Regions from separate parts of the Salvelinus alpinus genome. Here region 1 is linked to region 2. Evidence: chromatin contacts called from public Hi-C data. All regions are on one chromosome and are shown on one strand. Each heading gives the region's core, a stretch centred on a gene start, on an enhancer-like site or on the middle of the called end of the contact. The rest is flanking DNA. Distances are from core to core; before and after follow the strand shown. Region 1 holds the start of LOC139583393 (receptor activity-modifying protein 3-like). Region 2 holds the start of prkdc (protein kinase, DNA-activated, catalytic subunit).

The links. A called contact is a pair of places that touch in the nucleus more often than the background predicts.
Region 1: a Hi-C map of muscle shows a contact between it and region 2, with 4 times the contacts expected there. The contact joins the promoter of LOC139583393 here to the promoter of prkdc in region 2. A contact is called at or near these places in 2 of 3 Hi-C or Micro-C datasets (muscle and red muscle).

What each region holds. Positions count from the first base shown.
Region 1 is chr8:61,987,601-61,993,513 of SLU_Salpinus.1, forward strand. LOC139583393 (receptor activity-modifying protein 3-like) reads right to left here and starts at 2,487. Exons shown (of 5, transcript XM_071414429.1): 1 at 2,165-2,487.
Region 2 is chr8:61,763,199-61,768,909 of SLU_Salpinus.1, forward strand. It overlaps prkdc (protein kinase, DNA-activated, catalytic subunit), which reads right to left and starts at 2,422. Exons shown (of 86, transcript XM_071414493.1): 1 at 2,138-2,422; 2 at 1,105-1,181; 3 at 885-989; 4 at 690-764; 5 at 476-584; 6 at 100-212. The coding sequence starts at 2,306. It also overlaps the pseudogene LOC139582317.

The DNA of each region.
Region 1 (5,913 bases), core at 1,237-3,736, 220 kb after region 2:
GGATATCCTGCTCTGCGTACTGTGTCTAAGGTGCGTCTGCATAGCCCAGTGCGTCCTGTGTTAGCGCCCCGCACTTGACGGGCTCAAGTAAGCATCCAGCCAGGACGCATTGTGTCAGCTCTACACTGCAGATCTCCAGTGCGCCTCCACAGTCCAGTACGTCCTGTGCCTCCTCTCCGCACTAGTCCTGAGGTGCGTGTCCCCAGCCCGGTACCACCAGTTCCGGCACCACGCACCAGGCCTCCAGTGTGCCTCCAGAGTCCAGTACGTCCTGTTCCCCTCTCCGCACTAGCCCTGAGGTGCGTGTCCCCAGCCCGGTACCACCAGTTCCGGCACCACGCACCAGGCCTCCAGTGTGCCTCCAGAGTCCAGTATGTCCTGTTCCCCCTCTCCGCACTAGCCCTGAGGTGCGTGTCCTCAGCCCGGTACCACCAGTTCCGGCACCACGCATCAGGCTTCCAGTGCGCTTCTACAGTCCAGAGCTTCCGGCGACAGTACCCAGTCCAGAGTTTCCGGCGACAGTACCCAGTCCAGAGTTTCCGGCGACAGTACCCAGTCCAGAGTTTCCGGCGACAGTACCCAGTCCAGAGCGTCTGGCGACAGTACCCAGTCCAGAGCGTCTGGCGACAGTACCCAGTCCAGAGCGTCTGGCGACAGTACCCAGTCCAGAGCGTCCGGCGACGTTTCACAGTCCGGCACCTCCAACGACGGGCCCCAGTCCGGAACCTCCAACGACGGGCCCCAGTCCGGTGGTACTGTCACGCCCTGGCCTTAGTATTCTCTGTTTTCTGTATTATTCTGGCCAGGTCAGGGTGTGACGAGGGTGGGTATGCTTGTTTTGTATTGTCTAGGGTTTTTGTATGTCTAGGTGTATTTGTAAGTCTAGGCATATGTAGGTCTATGGTGGCCTGAATTGGTTCCCAATCAGAGGCAGCTGTTTATCGTTGTCTCTGATTGGGGATCATATTTAGGTTGCCATTTTCCCTTGGGTATTCGTGGGTTCTTGTCTATGTGTAGTTGCCTGTCAGCACTCGTTGTATATAGTTTCATGTTCGTTTTGTTATTTTGTTTAGTTTTGCTCAGTGTTTATTCTTCATTAAAATAAGTATGTACGCATACCACGCTGCGCCTTGGTCTCATCAATACGACGAACGTGACAATTTTGCTGTACACATAGCCTACATGGCAGTTATCCAGGAGAGTTCTGGACAGTTTTGGGGACTTTAGTATATCCCTGATCCATAATCTTTGGGCCTCAGCTCTCAATCTAATCTCTTGGGTATTCTGAGATGGGTTCCTGTCTCCTCCTGATGAGAGAACCAGAAATCCTCCCTAAAGAGAAATCACCTTGGGTCCGGGACAATAAAGTCAGATTTTTCATTGCACTTTCTATAGGGTCCAAGTCCATGTAGACGATATGTTACCAAAAATAAACATGAACTTGGGATAAGTGAAGATATCATTTCGCAAAGAACATACAATTTTTTTATGATTGCATATCATTATAGACAATCATAACGCTGAATACCCCCTTACAATGACAGGTAGGCCGTCATTGTAAATAAGAATTTGTTCTTAACTGACTTGCCTAGTTAAAGGTTAAATAAAACATAAAAGTAAATACATTTAATTTCAATGGACATCCAATGTCATCATCCCTTAAAGACCCATGTTTTCATTAATTTACCTGAAAAGCATACTGGTATGGAGATTCTTACATTGTTTAATGAATTCTTATGGTATTTTACCATACAGTCTTTTACATAGACATCAGGGTCAAGAGACAGTGGTGTTAATTTGGCGATTGTCAAATATATTATGAAATCATATCAAATTGTGGAAGTCATTGATCAAGATGGATTTGATTTCATATTTTTTATTAGCCTTTTTAAAGATGATAGGCCATGCAACTTAAATATCTTATTGGCTATGGAATGAACACTGAAAGCAGTTTTGAAGCAAAAGGATCTGAGAATTATTGAGAGTGTTATTAATATGTTGTTATGCATTCTTTCTGTCATTTTTTCGATTATAAGATTCAATTTCAGACAGTGGCAACACAAAAATAGCTATTAAATCATTAAGAAATAATATATTTGAATAATCTAGAAAACTATCCAATCGACTACTAATAGCCTATACAATAAAACACTAGAATACTCACCCAAAATTCCAACCACTAAAAGTTTAAACACAGCCAACGCATTTGTATCCATCACGTTGAGAATAACAATCCCCCACACGATTCGGATTCTTTCAATGAAATCTCAACTGGGTGATAAATGTCTGTGGCAAACCATAATTATCCAAATTCAATGAAAGCACGCGCGCGCGCAACTTCTTTCATAGTTCATGAGTCAAATTTAGAACTCCGCAATACCTCCTCAAATCAGGCCCTGAACCTCCACATGAGATGCGCGTCCTCGGTGCTCTTGCCTCACGGTCCTTGTGCAAGCTTGCCTGCACATCTCGTTGCTAAAATGACTTCTGCGCTCTAGCATCCTATCAGAGGGAGGGAGAAAGGAGGGGAGATAGATCGTCCCCTTCGTCTCCGTTCCTATCTCCTTCCATATGCAGGAAACCATTATGAAATGGACAATTTAATATGAATGATAACGATTTTATTGAATGACACGTGCATATTAAAGGTCCAGTGCAGTCGTTTTTTATCAAAATATCAAATAATATCTGGGTAACAATTAAGTACCTTACTGTGATTGTTTTCTATTCAAATTGTCAAAAATAACCAATTTCTCAAGCAAGAATTGTGCTAGTCAGGAAGTAGGGAGGGGAAGACTGAAAACTTGCTGTTATTGGCAGAGAGGTTTGGAACTCTCTTTCTTATTGTTCTCTTAACTAATTGACTACCAGGTGATGTCACCAGGCAGGCCAATACTCCATCCCACCCAAACAGGCTGAAATTTCAATATTTTTGAATGGTTTAATATTCCTATACATGTCCATAAATTGTAACAAAGAATGAAATACTTGTTTATTAATAGGCCTATTATGTAAGCCTACTCTAGGCTATAAATATGCCTAGATTTTTCATGAAAGTTATTATAAAGTGTTACCACCTACCTAAAACATGACAGAGGAAAAGTGGGCAAGCCACAAGTAGGATTGATACAAATATAAATTGATGATGCTGTTTGTGATTTTAGGCCTAGCAAAATTGTATTCAATCTAGGCCATTTTCTACATTATTATCCAAACATTTTAACCTGTCAAATGCTGCAATTAAAAGAAATGCGTGCAAAATAAAATCCATATTTGGAATATCCTAAAAAGTACTCTGAACGGTATCAAATTGTATAAATTTTATATATTCCTTTTCATGCAGATGCTTTATTTGACTCATGGATTCCTTTCTGGAAGAAAAACAACCCGAGCGCCATCTTGAGGATTTACTGAGAATGTCAATGCAGCCAAATGAAAGCGGAAATAAATAGGCAAAATAATTGTTTCTCAGGGGACGTATAACGAAGACGAGCCATCGGTTTGGCGGGCCAAATTGAACGTCGCAACTAAATATTTATGACAGTTAGAATAACATTGAAGATGAGATTCCGAGCAAAAATGTATGATGTTGGTTGCCTTAATCATTTCACACGTAAGTAATTTGTAATGTTGCTCTTGTATGTGGTTGTTTTTGTGTAGCTAGCTAGATAGTTAAACGGTTAATCCACCCCCAAAAATATGGTTCGGTTCGGCACCGGGGTAAAGTTCGTTTTATATTGGATATTCGGATTTCTCTCTTCAATAGCAAAACAGGGAAAGGGGAATACCTAGTCGGTTGTACAACACGTATGTATATTCTGAATCAGAGGAGGATGGAAAACAATTCACACCTTGTCTGTGTGAATTTCAATTTTTTTTCAATCTTCAATTTGTTTTAAAATAAAAATTGTGGATTGTTCTCCATCCTCAGCTGATTCAGAATATACCTTTGTTTTTCTATTGATTCTACGGAATATCCCATTTAAAACTAAAGAGCACAAGCTTTTTTTTTGACTTTCTCAGATCATCAATAGCCTATAGTCGCATCATGCAGGCCATATACACTATATATACAAACGTATTTGGACACCCCTTCAAATTAGTCGATTCGGCTATTTCGGGCCACACCCGTTTCTGACAGGTATATAAAATCAAGCACACAGCCATGCAATCTCCATTGACAAACATTGGCAGTAGAATGGCCTTACTGAAGAGCTCAGTGACTTTCAACATGGCACTGTCATAGGATGCCACCTTTCCAACAAGTCAGTTCATAAAATTTCAGCCCTACTAGAGCTGCCGGAACTGTAGCGGAGAGGAAAACAGCATCAGGCAAGTATAACATGATCTAATCGTAACAAACAGCTAGACACATAGACTGACTGAGCAGAGATTACAATCTAGCAGTGTGGAAGTGGCAGGGCTGAGTATTTGTAGAGGTCTTGATTATGGAACAGGTTGCAGCTGGTGGGGATCTGCTCTGACTCCAGCACACCTGTCTCCATCTACACAATCACACACACACACAGAGAGAGAGGCAGAGGGAGAGCGTACTGGGGGAGTGGCGGCAGGTCAAGGAGACATAGGATGAGCAGTAGAGGGCGTTGCAGGAGCAGATGTGACACTTATAAGGATACAGTATATTGTCTGCTAAATGAACAAACTTATGGCATGGCGCATAGCCAGATAACATACAGAAGGCCAACTCATATTCTGTTCCTCTGAAGTACATGTTCTTCATATCATGTTTCTTTAGACCTGCCTAAAATAAATAATGGATTTATTGTGATGTTGTATATTCAATTGATTTATTAGACTTTTGTAAATGTAGATGTTCCAAAGGAGCGCATCAGAGGTTTGTATGCGGCTTGTATACCTGGAGCCTGGAGATGCTAAACGTGTTTATGTTAATTAATGTTCAATTATTGTGAGCCGGCAGGCTTTTGCATGACAATAACCTGCTGACAAAATTTCATAACCGCAACAGCCCTATCCAGACACATCAAAGATACAGACGTCCTTCTGAACTGAGCTGCAGGAGAGGAATGAAACTGCTCAGAGATGTTACCATGAGGCCATTGGTGATTTTAAAACAGTTACAGAGTTCAATGGATGAATGATGAATGTGCAGGTAGAGATACTAGGGTGCAAAGGAGCAAAAAATAAATAAATAACTGTATAGGGATGAGGTAGTTGGATGGGCTATTTACAGATGGGCTATGTTCAGGTGCAGTGATTTGTGAGCTGCTCTGACAGCTGGTGCTTAAAGTTAGTGAGGGAGATATTTATTTTATTTTTTATTTCACCTTTATTTAACCAGGTAGGCAAGTTGAGAACACGTTCTCATTTACAATTGCGACCTGGCCAAGATAAAGCAAAGCAGTTCGACACATACAACAACACATAGTTACACATGGAGTAAAACAAACATACAGTCAATAATACAGTGAAAAATAAGTCTATATACAATGTGAGCAAGTGAGTTGAGATAAGGGAGGTGAAGGCAAACAAAATATATAAATAAATAAAAATATAAAAAAGGCCATGGTGGCGAAGTAAATACAATATAGCAAGTAAAAACACTGGAATGGTTGGTTTGCAGTGGAAGAATGTGCAAAGTAGAGATAGAAATAATGGGGTGCAAAGGAGCAAAATAAATAAATAAATACAGTAGGTAAAGAGGTAGTTGTTTGGGCTAAATTATAGATGGGCTATGTACAGGTGCAGTAATCTATGAGCTGCTCTGACAGCTGGTGCTTAAAGCTAGTGAGGGAGATAAGTGTTTCCAGTTTCAGAGATTTTTGTAGTTCGTTCCAGTCATTGGCAGCAGAGAACTGGAAGGAGAGGCGGCCAAAGGAAGAATTGGTTTTGGGGGTGACCAGAGAGATATACCTGCTGGAGCGCGTGCTACAG
Region 2 (5,711 bases), core at 1,172-3,671:
TTAAGCCGAATTCCTGGTGAATTTACAGTTGTTGAGGGGACGATTTTGGCCTGCGGGCCACCTGTTGCTGACCCCTAGTCTACTTTATATGGGATGTACCTGAAGTTTCAGCTCTCCTAAATAGGCTCTGTAGAGTTTATCTGAGTGGTTGACCATTTCGCTGGGATGGACCTCACCCAAAACTCCTAAGAGCTCATAGATTTTACTGAGAACTATTGAAAAAATAAGACAAATCAGAAACACAAATCAGTGTCAATAGGACTTGCAGGTAAACTAGTGTTATAGTATACTGCATTATAGAGAGAGCAGACAGTGATTCCTATGCCATTGGAAACATTGGAATTACAATGTAGGTCAGTAAACATGGTTGAATATGTGGGGCTCTATTGAAAGCTATTCTGCGACACCTACTTGAAGGTGCCTGCTTTTTTACACTGTCAATATGACCCCCATCAAGAAGGAAATTAACACTCACCTGTATCTGCGATTTTGTTCTTGTAGGAGAGCTCGAAATAGAATTTGTCGAATATTTTACCAACTTTTAAGTCCTGAGCAATACTGGAGTCCTTTGTTAAATAGAGAACCTATAAAAGTTAGGAAATGGAAAACTGACATTTAGTAAAAAGATGGTGTCATTTAACCAGTTTTCAATAAAAACATTATCACATGAATGCATGTTAATCATTAACCTGGATCAGGAGATCTAATGTTGGTGCCTTGCATTTTGCAGCTTTGTCCTTTGTGTACACAACCAAGCATATGTCCTACGACCAGAGGAAGGATGGCGTTAATACTGAGGAGTCCAAGGTGTCAAATAAAAATCACTTCAAAATGTATAAATAAACATTTAAAAAATACATCAAATGTAACAGTTAATAACATACCTTGACATCAATGGCATAAGTCTTCTCCCAACCCTTGACGCTTGTAGATATCCTCTGCAAGAACTTGTCCAGTAGACTGATGGTCTCAACTCTTGTATCCCGGAGCTGCATTTAAATATGAACCAGTCATCATGGCAACAACAACAAAATAGAACTGGACTGTCATTCTACATTTCAATTGGGGAACAGATTTTCATTGACCTCATTCATTTGCACTAACCTCTTCAAATGCCAGTGATTTTCGAAGAAAGTTGAGCAACCCATCTTCATTTGAGAACAACAAGGATGCATGTAAAGCTTCAAGAGAAAACAAATCAATCAATGACTTGATGTCACTCACTCACCACTTCAAAATCAAACAGGTAATTCTATATTTCACAAAAACACTATGTCGTATAGTCCCTACAGAATTAGAATAGCATCCTAGATCAGCGTGGACTTGCTCTCCTGACCCCAACGGATTGTTGAAAGCTAGGGAAGATCTCAATTGCATACTCCTCGTGTCCTCTCCTTTCACCTTCTCAAAACCCATTGGAGGGGGAGATCAGAAATGAGAGACTTCTGGCTCTCATCCAATGGGTTTTGAGAAAGAGACTAGGAGAGGACGTGAGAATGCAACTGAGATCTTCCCATAGTGTGGACAAGCCTGCAATGCTGCTGACCAGAGCCTCAGATATAGCAGGCCTGATAGTCAAGAGCTACAAAAAAAGTAAGGACCCCTTTAGTCCTTAGAATGAAACAACATTGAGAAACACGCTAATTTAGGGTCTTAAATCACTATTACCTACATAGTTAATCCCAAATGACATATGAATGGGGACGTCTGTCATCATTCAAGATGGATGTAATGCGCATGCGTAACTGTGATTATTAGCATCTCAAAAAATGGCTCTGGCCATCGTCTCAAACAGGTGCCCAGTCTGTGCCAGTATTCGTTCATTAGGAAGGTATGTAATCATTACGCAAATTCTGTAGCATAACGTTTTGCAACAGAAACCGTTTCCTCCAAACGAAAACGAGTTTATATTAGACAAATTCAGATAGGTCCCTTCCCGTTTAAGAAACGTTTTGCAACAGAATAGGCTAAATGAATACCCCCCCAGCATTAGCAAGCCATGGGTAGGCGCAAATCTATACTTGTTAGCTAAATTGCTATGCTATCTACATAGCTAGTTAACGTTATGCTGTTTGGGTCTGACAACAATTGAAGTTAATATATTGCACACTTTATATAGAACTACAGTGAACCTTACCCAGCTCGTTCTCGCTGTTCGTTAGCATGCATTCTTGCCCCAAGTCCCCGATAATGTCATGACATCTTAGCGCTGCATCTCTTGTGTCGACATCTGAGAGAGCTGCATGAAGTTTCAGAAGATGCCCTTGAATCCCTCCAACAACCTTAACTTTCTCGTCGGAGGACATGTTAAACTAATCTAGCTACTGCTAACTATCCTTAAAACACATCAACAACATTCATACGCGCGCGACCAGAAATACATCTAAAAGTTTAAACACTCCCATCAAAGGTATATTCACGACCAAGCATGTTCAAAAACGTTACAAACCCGGAAATCAGATGTCAACTGTTTAAAATGTAGCAATCTCAATCAAACTATAATTTATATTGCAATTTAATTCTAGCATGGATTAGCCTTTCAACAGGCAGCGATTGTGTCACAAGTCTATTAAGTAACCATAAATGTATCGTCGTTTTCAAATGCTCAAGCAACGCTGAAAAGATCCTGAATATACCCCTGTAGTCGTCGACGCTAAACGCATGCAACTGTAAACAGCGTAATCTACTGGCATGGAGTATCGATTCTATTACTATGGGGAAATATTGTTAATTTATTTATTTTGGAAGCCAAAAACCATAACACAGAAAGTTGAGTTAGTGTGCACTCTACAGTCTGTACAGAGCAATGTGTAGGTTGGCAGTAATCTGAATACTAACAAAAGAAGAACACTGTCCATCTTTTCATGAGGTTTAATAATGGCAGTTCAGCCAGTTACTACGTTCATCATCGGACTAAAACCTACTTTGTTTACACACACAAATCACTAGATTTAGTACAAGTAACAACATTTCCAATAGTGAAATAGCCAAAACGATTGTATAAAAAGAGAAAGGCTGAAAAAAACTGAAAATCAGACATAAAACAAAAAATGAGGACAATCTTCCCTCATCATTCTGGCAAACCAGAATTCCTCCAATCACTTACATCATCAGTGTGCGACAATCTTAATTCCAGCCTTTTAAACCTTTATCTCCCACATTCATTAAGATATTACGGGCCAGTTTCCCAGACACAGATTAAGACTAGTCCTGGATTCAGAAGCATGTTTAATAGAGATTCTTAATTGAGACACAACGTAATCTGTGTCTAGGAAACTGGGCCTGAAGGTCCGTTCTCACTTAGTACTCACTCTCTCGTACATCATCAGCGCTTGTCGCAACAGTCTCAATCTCAGCATAAAGGCTTTCATCTCCCACATCCATTAACACATGACTAGGCATTTTCTTTCCTAGTACCCGCTCACTCCCTCTACTGTATCTCCCCTATGACAGCCCTGTTACCATAGCAATAAAGGATGGCTGCACATCACGTTGTGCTATGTCGCTAAGCAGCAGACTGCCTTCCAGTCGTGGCCCCAACCCTGGGTCATGGGGTCCCTTCAGGTTTTTTTTTGCTGCAGCGTTCTCCCCCACTGGGAGTGTTCCGGAACGCTGGCGTCCAGGAGAGTCTCCTCACACCTGGGCTATAGGGTCAACTCTGACTTCCTATACGGTTGGTCTTCAATCGGAGTGTCATGCCTGTTACCTCTTGTTAGAGGTGCGCGCACCTGGTGTCGGACCCAGCCTGTAGGAACTACAGAACAGAATGATTATCATATATGCCTACTAATTACAGTCAGGCTGTGAATGCAACTTAAGGAAGTGATGGAGACATAGGTTTATAGATGGGATTTTAACATGTGTAATATTGGATTCAGACACCATGTGTCCTGCATCCTGGTTAGGGGTTTGTGACGTCATAACACTCACAGCGTGGATGTCCTGGTGGTCTGGGGTTACTGGCACTGCTGCCAAAAGAGGACTGGAAGTTGTGGATGGTCTACTGCAAAATCTGCCTCTCTCTCCCCTGCAGCAACAATTCAGGTGAATAATAATAATTTATATATTTTCATTGGATGTATCAAGGTGTGAACCCTCTTTGGTAACTGAACACGATATAAATAAAACTAATAGATAGGCAGGGAACACAGAAAGGGGGTTTAGTAAAGAATGAAAACGACCTTCCCAACATTAAGTTCAGAAATTGCTGCCAGTATTTGATACCTCGGCCCATCTGTCTTAATCCCCATCCTTTAAATCTCCATCTGTCAGAGTAAAGAAAGCCTCCATATCAACCTGTAGTGGATGCACACTGACTGACTGACTGACTGACTGACTGAGTGGATGAAATCAGGGTTGGGGTCAATTCCATTCAATTCAAAAAGTAAACCAAATTCCAATTCCACATTTTCCTCATTAGGTAAATTGGATTTTCAGTATAGTTCCTAAATTGACTGGAATTTAAATGGATTTTACCCCAACCCTGGATGAAATGACATGTAAGCCACAGCTATGAACATTTTATAATAAGTAGCAAATACAACTTGGCTTATGATATAGTGTGAATGACACATACCTCTTGCTCTTCGAATATGGGCTGGATAGTTCATCTGTTCATCAGGATACTGGATAGTTCATCTGTTTGTAGTAAGAGATAAGCAGAGATCAGCAGAGGAAGGGTGTGTTTTTAAAGTATTCATACCAACCACAGATGCCCAGGCTCACCCTCGTCGGTGATGGTGCCACTATTGGAGCCGCCGCTGCTCTTGGAGCGTGGATGGGAGGAGGCGGAAGACAGGGAGTCCCCCAGGGCAGGGGTGGGGGATGGGGTCAGGGTGGGAGAGGTGCTCTTGGAGGTGGAGGAGTTCCCAGACAGGTCTCTTCTTCAGGTCTATCTGCACAGAAAATAGATGTGTGTATATCACTTCATCATCTTTTGCTAGTAATACTGACATTTTGTAAGCATGCATGACCCTTTATAATGTCTTCTAATAAGGCTGGTATATTTTATGTCTGACCCGTCTGGAGTGGACATTGCTGGCCACCAGGCTGGGGGTGCTGTGGATGTCTGGGAGGCTGATGTCAGGCACAGTGTAGGCAGGAGCAGGCACAGGGGTGGGGCTTGGGACCTCTGCTGCCTGGGCCTAAGGATCCAGTAGGCCTGCAGCTCTCTTCCTCTGGGCAGCAATTTGAGACAAGTCAGTGCCCCCTGTGGGGAAGAGAGGAAACGCAGCGCATGAGAAGCAGCACGAGCACTGGCTGTGTCTGCCCAAATCTCATAGATGAAAAGTCTGAAAGTGGGGGATCTGTGTGTGTGTTTGTGTGTGTGTTTAGCCTAGCGCATGCATACATATGTGCTTGTACCCAAGCGGTTGTGTGAGTCTGGCCCATGGCGGTTGAACCCTGTTGGAGGCCCCGAGGAGTGGGGGGAGTGGTAGTTGCCTGAGTTGGAGGGGGAGGTGGACGAGGGGCCCTTGGTGATGCTGGGGAACTTGATGGATCTGCTCATCACACGACTGATAGAGGTCTGTGACACAGCATGAAATTAAATAATAATTTTCTTTCCTCCAAAATCAGGATCGATCTATCAGCGGTTTTCAATTTCATACAGTGAAAATATTTTTTTCCGAAAATCGTCGACAACATGTGACTCAGAGTTGCCATTGCTGTTGAGGTTGGCTTTGCCGGGCCTCTGTGGCATGGGCAGCCGC